Linked DNA regions of Macaca mulatta: region 1 is linked to region 2. The links are chromatin contacts, called in public Hi-C maps. All regions are on one chromosome and are shown on one strand. Each heading gives the region's core, a stretch centred on a gene start, on an enhancer-like site or on the middle of the called end of the contact. The rest is flanking DNA. Distances are from core to core; before and after follow the strand shown.

Evidence for each region. Hi-C and Micro-C count contacts between places; a contact is called where the count stands out from the background.
Region 1: a contact with region 2 is called in a Hi-C map of CD4 T cells, with 3 times the contacts expected there. The contact joins two enhancer-like sites. A contact is called at or near these places in 4 of 14 Hi-C or Micro-C datasets (CD4 T cells, fetal cortex germinal zone, fetal cortical plate and 1 more).

Annotation. Positions count from the first base shown.
Region 1 is chr16:86,267,472-86,271,345 of T2T-MMU8v2.0, forward strand. No RefSeq gene overlaps it. Among named protein-coding and RNA genes, the nearest start is that of RHBDF2, 15 kb to the left of the region's middle. Within about 2 kb of position 1,365, at least 14 of the 40 cell types and tissues checked have an H3K27ac peak or open chromatin away from gene starts, as enhancers often do. A contact at or near this core is called in CD4 T cells, where this site is marked.
Region 2 is chr16:86,145,972-86,149,719 of T2T-MMU8v2.0, forward strand. UBE2O (ubiquitin conjugating enzyme E2 O) reads right to left here. Exons shown (of 18, transcript XM_077972831.1): 8 at 3,644-3,748; 9 at 2,946-3,418; 10 at 2,332-2,486; 11 at 1,968-2,080; 12 at 1,733-1,879; 13 at 1,299-1,388; 14 at 1-302. Among named protein-coding and RNA genes, the nearest start is that of SPHK1, 16 kb to the left of the region's middle. Within about 2 kb of position 1,925, at least 2 of the 40 cell types and tissues checked have an H3K27ac peak or open chromatin away from gene starts, as enhancers often do. A contact at or near this core is called in CD4 T cells, where this site is marked.

The DNA of each region.
Region 1 (3,874 bases), core at 115-2,614, 120 kb after region 2:
CCCATCATGGGGCCCCCAGCCGGTCTCTTCCTTCACTTCTTTCAGGACCTGCTAGCCAGGCAGGGGAAGGGGGCTCCTCAGGACCCCAGCCTGATCCCCGGGTGGGAGGTCTCATTGAGCAGTCCCCATGAGCCACCCCACTTGCTTCTTGCTCTTTGCCTCCGCCTGACTTATGTTCAGTTTCTTCCCCTGCTCTTCTAATTCATTCAGCCATATTTCCCAAGTGTGGGCTGTGGGCAGGAGGGCCAGACAGTGAGGATAGAGGGACGGGGAAAAGGGATCCTCACTGTATTTAAAATTTTGGCATTTTTTTCATCATGGATTTTGGTGGGGGGAGCATATTTTTGTTGTTGTTTGTTTCGTTTTTTGAGAGAGAGTCTTGCTATGTTGCCCAGGCTGGTCTCAAATTCCTAGGCTCAAGTGATTCTCCCACCTCAGCCTCCCAAGTAGCTGGGGCTATGCGTGTGAGCCACTGTACCCGGCTAATTTTGATTTTAAGAGTTACTGTCGCCAGACGTGGTGGCTCACACCTGTAATCCCAGTACTTTGGGAGGCAAAGGCAGGTGGATCACTTGAGGTCAGGAGTTTGAGACCAGCCTGGCCAACACAGTGAAACCCTGTCTCTACTAAAAATACAAAAATTAGCTGGGCGTGGTGGCAGGTGCCTGTAATCCCAGCTACTCGGGCAGCTGAGGCAGGAGAATTGCTTGAGCCTGGGAGGTAGAGGTTGCAATGAGCCGAGATCACACCACTGCACTCCAGCCTGGGTGACAGAGCAAGACTCTGTCTCAAAAAAAAAAAAAAAAAAGAGAGAGAGAGATACTGCATTAGGCCGGGCACAGTGGCTCACACCTGTAATCCCAGCACTTTGGGAGGCTGAATTGGGTGGATCACCGGAGGTTAGGAGTTCAAGACTAGCCTGACCAACATGGTGAAACCCCATTTCTACTATAAATACAAAAATTAGCCGGGTGTGGTAGCTTGCCCTGTAGTCCCAGCTACTCAGAAGGCTGAGGCAGGAGAATCACTTGAACCTGGGAGGCAGAGGTTGCAGTGAGCTGAGATCATGCCACTGCACTCCAGCCTGGGCTACAGAGTGAGACTCTGTCTCACCAAAAAAAAAAAAAAAAAAAAAAAAAAGGAAGGCGAGAAGGGGAACCAGGAGGAGAAATCAGCCTGGAAAGATGGCCCGGGCCAACTCAGGCGGGCTAGTGAGCCAGGCCAGGACTCTGTTTTCTGTTTGGCTGTGACTTCAGTAAGCTAGGGCAGGGTTTTGATGGGACAGGGAGGAGTCCACGCGATCTGATTCATATGATGAAAGCATTTCCTGGGCCCTGCGTGGAGACCACAACGTGGGAGGGCAGAGCGGAGGCCGACAACTGGGAGGAGGCTTTGCAGTCGCCGGGAGAGATGATAGCTTTCTTTCCTGGCTCATTTCACACTAAACTGGGGACCAGCCAGAAAGCCTTGGGAACTTGTCAGACCCACATGCGCTGCCACTGAGTCAACTGCTACTATCATCCCCGTGTGACCTGAACCGAAACCCACTCACTTGCGAAACTGCTGGAGGCTTCTTCACTAAAACCAATATGCGTGCTAAGATCCTGGAGTAACATAAAATGTAGTGTGTGTGCCGCGTAAAATGTGCGCGTGCACAGGAAAACCACTGCCAGTATTTACAGGAAAACACTGACAGGGACTCTCAGGTGGAGGGATCATAGGGGACTTTTATTGTCACAGCCCTGACTTCTGTCCTGCTTCAGACCAGTCTCCAACCGCTTCCTGGATACCTCCCTTTGTGCTTTTCTTTCCCCCTCAAATTTCCTGCAATGTTTTTTTTTTTTTTTTTTTTTTTTCTGAGACAGAGTCTTGCTCTGTTGCCCAGGCTGGAGTACAGTGGTGTGATCTTGGCTCACTGCAACCTTCGCCCCCGGGTTTTTAAGCAATTCTCCTGCCTCAGCCTCCTGAGTAGCTGGAATTACAGGCACCTGCCACCACACCCAGCTAATTTTTGTATTTTTAGTAGAGATGGGGTTTCACTATGTTCGAGACCAGGCTGGTCTCGAACTCCTGACCTTGTGATCTGCCTACTTCGCACTCCTGAAGTGCTGGGATTACAGGCCTGAGCCACCGCACCCGGCTGCCTTTGTTTTGTTGTTGTTGTTTGAGACGGAGTCTTGCTCTGTTACCCAGACTGGAGTGCAGTGGTGCGATCTTGGCTTACTTCAACCTCCGCCTCCCGGGTTCAAGCGATTCTCCTGCCTCAGCCTCCCAAGTAGCTGGGACTATAGCCACTTGACACCATGCCCAGCTAATTTTTGTATTTTTAGTAGAGACAGGGTTTCACCATATTGGCCAGGCTGGTCTTGAACCCCTGACCTCAGGTAATCTGCCCATCTCGGCCTCCCAAAGTGCTGGGATTACAGGCGTTAGCGACCGCGCCCAGCCTGTTTTTTTTTTTTTCACTCTTGCTGTCATCTTATACATATTGCCTTTGTAATCATATAGAATTCCCAGGAATGCTACTTCAAAAACTTTGTATAAGGCCAGGCACTGTGGTGTACATACGCCTGTAGTCTCAGCTACTCAGGAGGCTCAGCTACTCAGGAGGCTGAGCCCTGGAGGTCGAGGCTGCAGTGAGCTGTGATTGCACCACCATACTCCAGCCTGGGTGACAGAGTGAGACCCTGTCTCTAAAACAAAAAGAAAAACAAAAAACTGTGTTAAATAATTTTTTGGCCAGGCGCGGTGGCTCACGCCTGTAATCCCAACACTTCGTGAGGCTAAGTCAGGCAGATCACGATGTCAGGAGTTCGAGACCAGCCTGGCCAACATGGTAAAACCCCATCTCTACTAAAAATACAAAAATTAGTTGGGCATGGTGGCTGGTTCCTGTAATCACAGCTACTCGGGAGGCTGAGGCAGGAGAATTGCTTGAACCCAGGAGGTGGAGGTTGCAGTGAGCCTAAATTGTGCCACTACACTCCAGCCTAGGCTACGGAGTGAGACTCTGTCTTGGAAAACAATTTTTTTATTTTTTATTTTTTATTTTATTAAGATGGGGTCTCTCTGTATTGCTCAGGCTGGAGAGCAATGTTTAATTTTTTTTTTTTTAAGATGGGGTCTTGCATTTTATTTTATTTTATTTTATTTTATTTATTTATTTTTTTTGAGACGGAGTCTCGCTCTGTCGCCCAGCCCAGGCTGGAGTGCAGTGGCGCGATCTCGGCTCACTGCAAGCTCCGCCTCCCGGGTTCACGCCATTCTCCTGCCTCAGCCTCCCGAGTAGCTGGGACTACAGGCGCCCACAACCGCGCCGGGCTAATTTTTTGTATTTTTAGTAGAGACGGGGTTTCACCGTGGTCTCGATCTCCTGACCTTGTGATCCGCCCGCCTCGGCCTCCCAAAGTGCTGGGATTACAGGCGTGAGCCACCGCGCCCGGCTATTTTATTTTTTTTGAGGCAGAGTCTCACGCTGTTGCCCAGGCTGGAGTGCAGTGGCGCGATCTCAGCTCACTGCAAGCTCTGCCTCCCGGGTTCCCGCCATTCTCCTGCCTCAGCCTCCTGAGTAGCTGGGACTACAGGCGCCCGCCACCGCGCCCGGCTAATTTTTTGTATTTTTAGTAGAGACGGGGTTTCACTGTGGTCTCGATCTCCTGACATTGTGGTCCGCCCGCCTCGGCCTCCCAAAGTGCTGGGATTACAGGCTTGAGCCACCGCGCCCGGCCGGGGTCTTGCATTTTAAGTGGCATGATCATGACTCACTGTAGCCTCCACCTCTTGGGCTCAGGAGATCTTCCCACCTCAGCCTCCCAAGTAGCTGAGACTACCAGTGCACGCTACCATGCCCAGCTAATTTTTCTAAAAGAAAAAT
Region 2 (3,748 bases), core at 675-3,174:
TCCTTGCCAGCCTTCTCCATCAGCCCGGCCATGGGGGCGGCCATGGCCACAGCCCCTTGGACAGCAGCTGTGGCTGCCTCTTCACTGATCACCACTCCCTTGTCCTCCTCAGGGGCCGCTGGCTGCTCTAGGGGTAGGATGGGGGGCTCCTCTATCTTGGGGTGCTCATCCTCCACCAGCCCATTGTCCGTCTCCCAGCTGTCACTATCATCTTCCCATTCATCCGAGGATGCCCCGCTGGTGCTGCCTTCTACCGAATCGTAGTCTGACTCCTCAATCTCAGACTCGATGTTGTACAAGTGCTGGGGGCAGAAGGAAGTGCCAGGGTAATGCAGACAGGAAGTCACCTCCCCACCACTAAGGAGGAGCTCTGGGGATCCATGACCTTCACAGCTGATGGGGACTGGGCTCATGAGGCCTTGGCAACCTCATTCCATTCTTTCCCCGCCCTCTGCTCTGGATTTTGCAGTCCCTAGGTCTCTGGGAGAGGCCCTTCACCTGTGCCACCCCTAAGCCGGACCCAAAGCCCCAGCCAGTGGTCTGTTCCAGCCTCTGCTCCTGCTCTGTGCACTTGGTCAGCATCTGCCCAAGGCAGTAGGGGACCTTGGCAGGCCCAGCCCTACACCTGAAAAGCTCAGGGTCAGCTGATGATACAGCCAAGGAGGTCTGTGTGGGGCTGCGCTGGGAGCTGGGAACATATGACAGGAGGGGACATGTGGAAGGGCCGACACATCTTGCTGCCTTCCCTGGAATGGCCGTTAAGGTGATGGGGCAAGCCATTCCCACTCCCACTCCCGCCCCTGTGTGGACCAGGAGAGGAAAGCTGGGCTGTGTGGCTCCAACCAGGAGGCGAGGGAAGGAGAGCCCATGTAGCTCTTCTGCTCAGGACCCAGCAGCTGGGGTTAGAACTGCACCAGCTCCTTTCTCTCCTTCTCTGTTAGAGCTTTCTAGAAACGGTGGTAGGAAAGTTTCCATCTCCTTTTAGGAGGGAACTTGCATTCTTCGCAGCACAGTGAGCTGACAATCCAGGAAAATCCTGGAGGTCTGTGAAAGTCTACATGCACCAGCGATGGATGGCCGGGAAGAGACTGCTGGGAGAAGCGAGGCTGGTGGGCCAACTGCGGGCTGCCCCCAACCCTGCACCAAGGGCTGTGTGGAATGCCTGCCTTGCCCCCTCATGCTTTTGCTGAGATCTCACCAGGAAGACCTGAGAGCCCATCTTCTGGCTACACGACTATGGTCCCCAGCCCAAGCTGCCATAGTCACAAGCCCAGTGGGGGGTCTTGCCAGAGCCTCACCTGGGGCAGGATGATGGTCTTTGAGTTGTCAGCCCACACCACCTCCACCTTGCTGCTGACGTCCACACGGGCCACCTGGCCCACCGATGGCTGCCGGGCAAAGGGGACAAAGTCAGGGGGTCCAGCTCAAGCTCCAGCTCCCCAGCCCCTCCTGTGCTCTGCAGTGACTGACATCATGCCCACCCAGCTCGTGACAAGAACTTAGCTCCTCTGGTAAACGTAACCAGCGGCAGCTGAAGAAGCCTGACCCCAGAAGCGAGGCAGGGAAACAAGTCCTTCTGCAGCTGCTAGGGCTGAGCAGCAGCTTGACTTTGGGGCAGCTGCCCTGGGGACACTGAGCCCAGAGGACTTTCAGGTCTTGTCTCCTAGAGCCACCTGGTGGCAGCATCAGGGACTGCAGCTGGTGCACAGGGCAGTGAGCAGCGGTCCAGAACTTGAATTGGAAGGCACACCTCATCCTCCTTGTGAGGAGCCCCGTCCTCAGTATTGCCGATGCGGATGACGATGTCAGTTGTACGGAACCTAAAGTCAGGGTGGTCAGCAATGTCGTAAACACTCACGTCTTCCTCTTCTCCAATCAGCTGTGGCACAGGACAGGTTGTCATGAGCTACGGGTCCTACACCTAACCCCAGAGCCCACCTGAAGAAAGCAGTAGGGGCTGCACACACCTCCACGTCGTCCCCACTCGGCCGCAGCTTGAACCACTTCACCATGCAGGTGCGGCCGAGGTGGTCCCCAGACTGTACCACGCCGTAGACAGCAGGGTCTGGACAGCTCTGGACTAGGGAACCAGAGGAAGGGACGTGACTAGCTAAGGGATCCCGGCTAAGGAGCCGACATCTCAAGCCAGTGCAGGGTGCAAACTGTGACCTTCCCCTGTCTTGGAAGTGGTGAGACCCCTTCATGAGGGCAGTCCCCTTCTGGACCTCATTTTAGCTCTGACCCCAGATCCACTGCCCATTCTCCACAAGCCCCAACCTGGGCCCTCACTGGCAACCACCCTGCTGGCTGCCCTTCCAGAGCTGGCACTACCTCGCTTATCTACCACGAAGTCTCCGGGGCAGAACTCGTTGTTGTCCAGGTGGTGCACAGGAAAGAGGTCGTTGGAGCGGATGTTGCATTCCACAGAGCCATCCTGCCACATCACGTCGGCTGAGGTCATCGTGGTCACCACCTCCACTGCCACCCTGCCGGATGCAGGCCAGTCAGCAGGCCATGCAAACGCCACCCCCGCCCACGGAAAGGGCAGAGAATCTTTTTGTCCCTTCCTGTCCCTGTGGGCTTAGTAACCTGAAACTCCGAATCCCAAGTTGGCAGGATGAGTTTCTGGTGCACAGGAAGCTCACCCAGGGTTCCGAGGCCATGCACTCTCTGAGAACGAGACCCACTTGGGAGAGCTCAGGCAAATGTGTTCCCAGAAGGCCAAGCTTAAGGCCACCACCATCCCACCCTCTGCACCACTCCTCAGTCTCCGCTTTCCACCAGGGCCTACCCCAGGCACCTACGCTGTCTCGGATGGGCGTCCCTGAGCCACTACAAGGCATGCAGAGGTGTGTGTGCGAGCACAGGCACGCACACCCAGGGGACGCGCACTCTGCCTGGCTTCACGCTGACGCCACTGGGGAGGGGCACAACTCTGAGTTTACCTGTCCCCTGGCTTGAAATCTCGAGTGATTTTATTCTTCTTCCTCTTGTGTTTGCGCTTTAAGTTCTTGATGGACAAGGGGATGCTCTTTTTGCGACTCGTGCCACTGCCGCTCTGGGAGGAAGTGGTGGAGCTGGCAGAGGAGGTCACTGAGCTGGTGTCGTCCGTGTCGTCAGCAGCCTCATCATCTGCGTCCTGCTCTGCCGAGTGCAGCCTGTCATCTCTGCCTTCTTTTAGCAGGAATGGGGGCAGCTGCTCTCCTGCCTCGTGGGGCTCCTCTGCACCTTCGTCCTGCATCTCCACTGGACTGGCAGAGCCATCAGGCGTCTCCTCGGGACTGGCAGACTCTGCTTCACTCTTGGCTTTGGTTTCCCCCTTCTTGTCTGGGTCTTCCATGGAATGGTCCCGGGAACACTGGGTGTCTGGGGAGCACGACATGATCCGCACAACCTGCTTCTTCAACAGGCGCTTCACCTGCAAGGGCGGAGCAGAGAGGACAGGGCTGTGAGGTGCACCTGGGCAGGCCTGGCCCTAGGCATCTCAGGCTGGGGGGATGACAGTTGTATACACCTGAGTAGCCGGCAAGGGTCATCAGGGCTGCCCCCCAAGGCCTAAAGCACAGACTGTCCTTTTTGGCCATGGAAATGGCTCAAGGCCAGTTCCTCAAATGCCCACCAACCCCCAACCCCAAGGACATACCTTCTTGGCCATAGAGCCCTCCCCCTGGGCGCAGTTTTTTTCTGGACATTCCCAGGCAATCTTGGCTGGCTCTACCTTGGCTGGGAAGACATACAGACAGCGCTC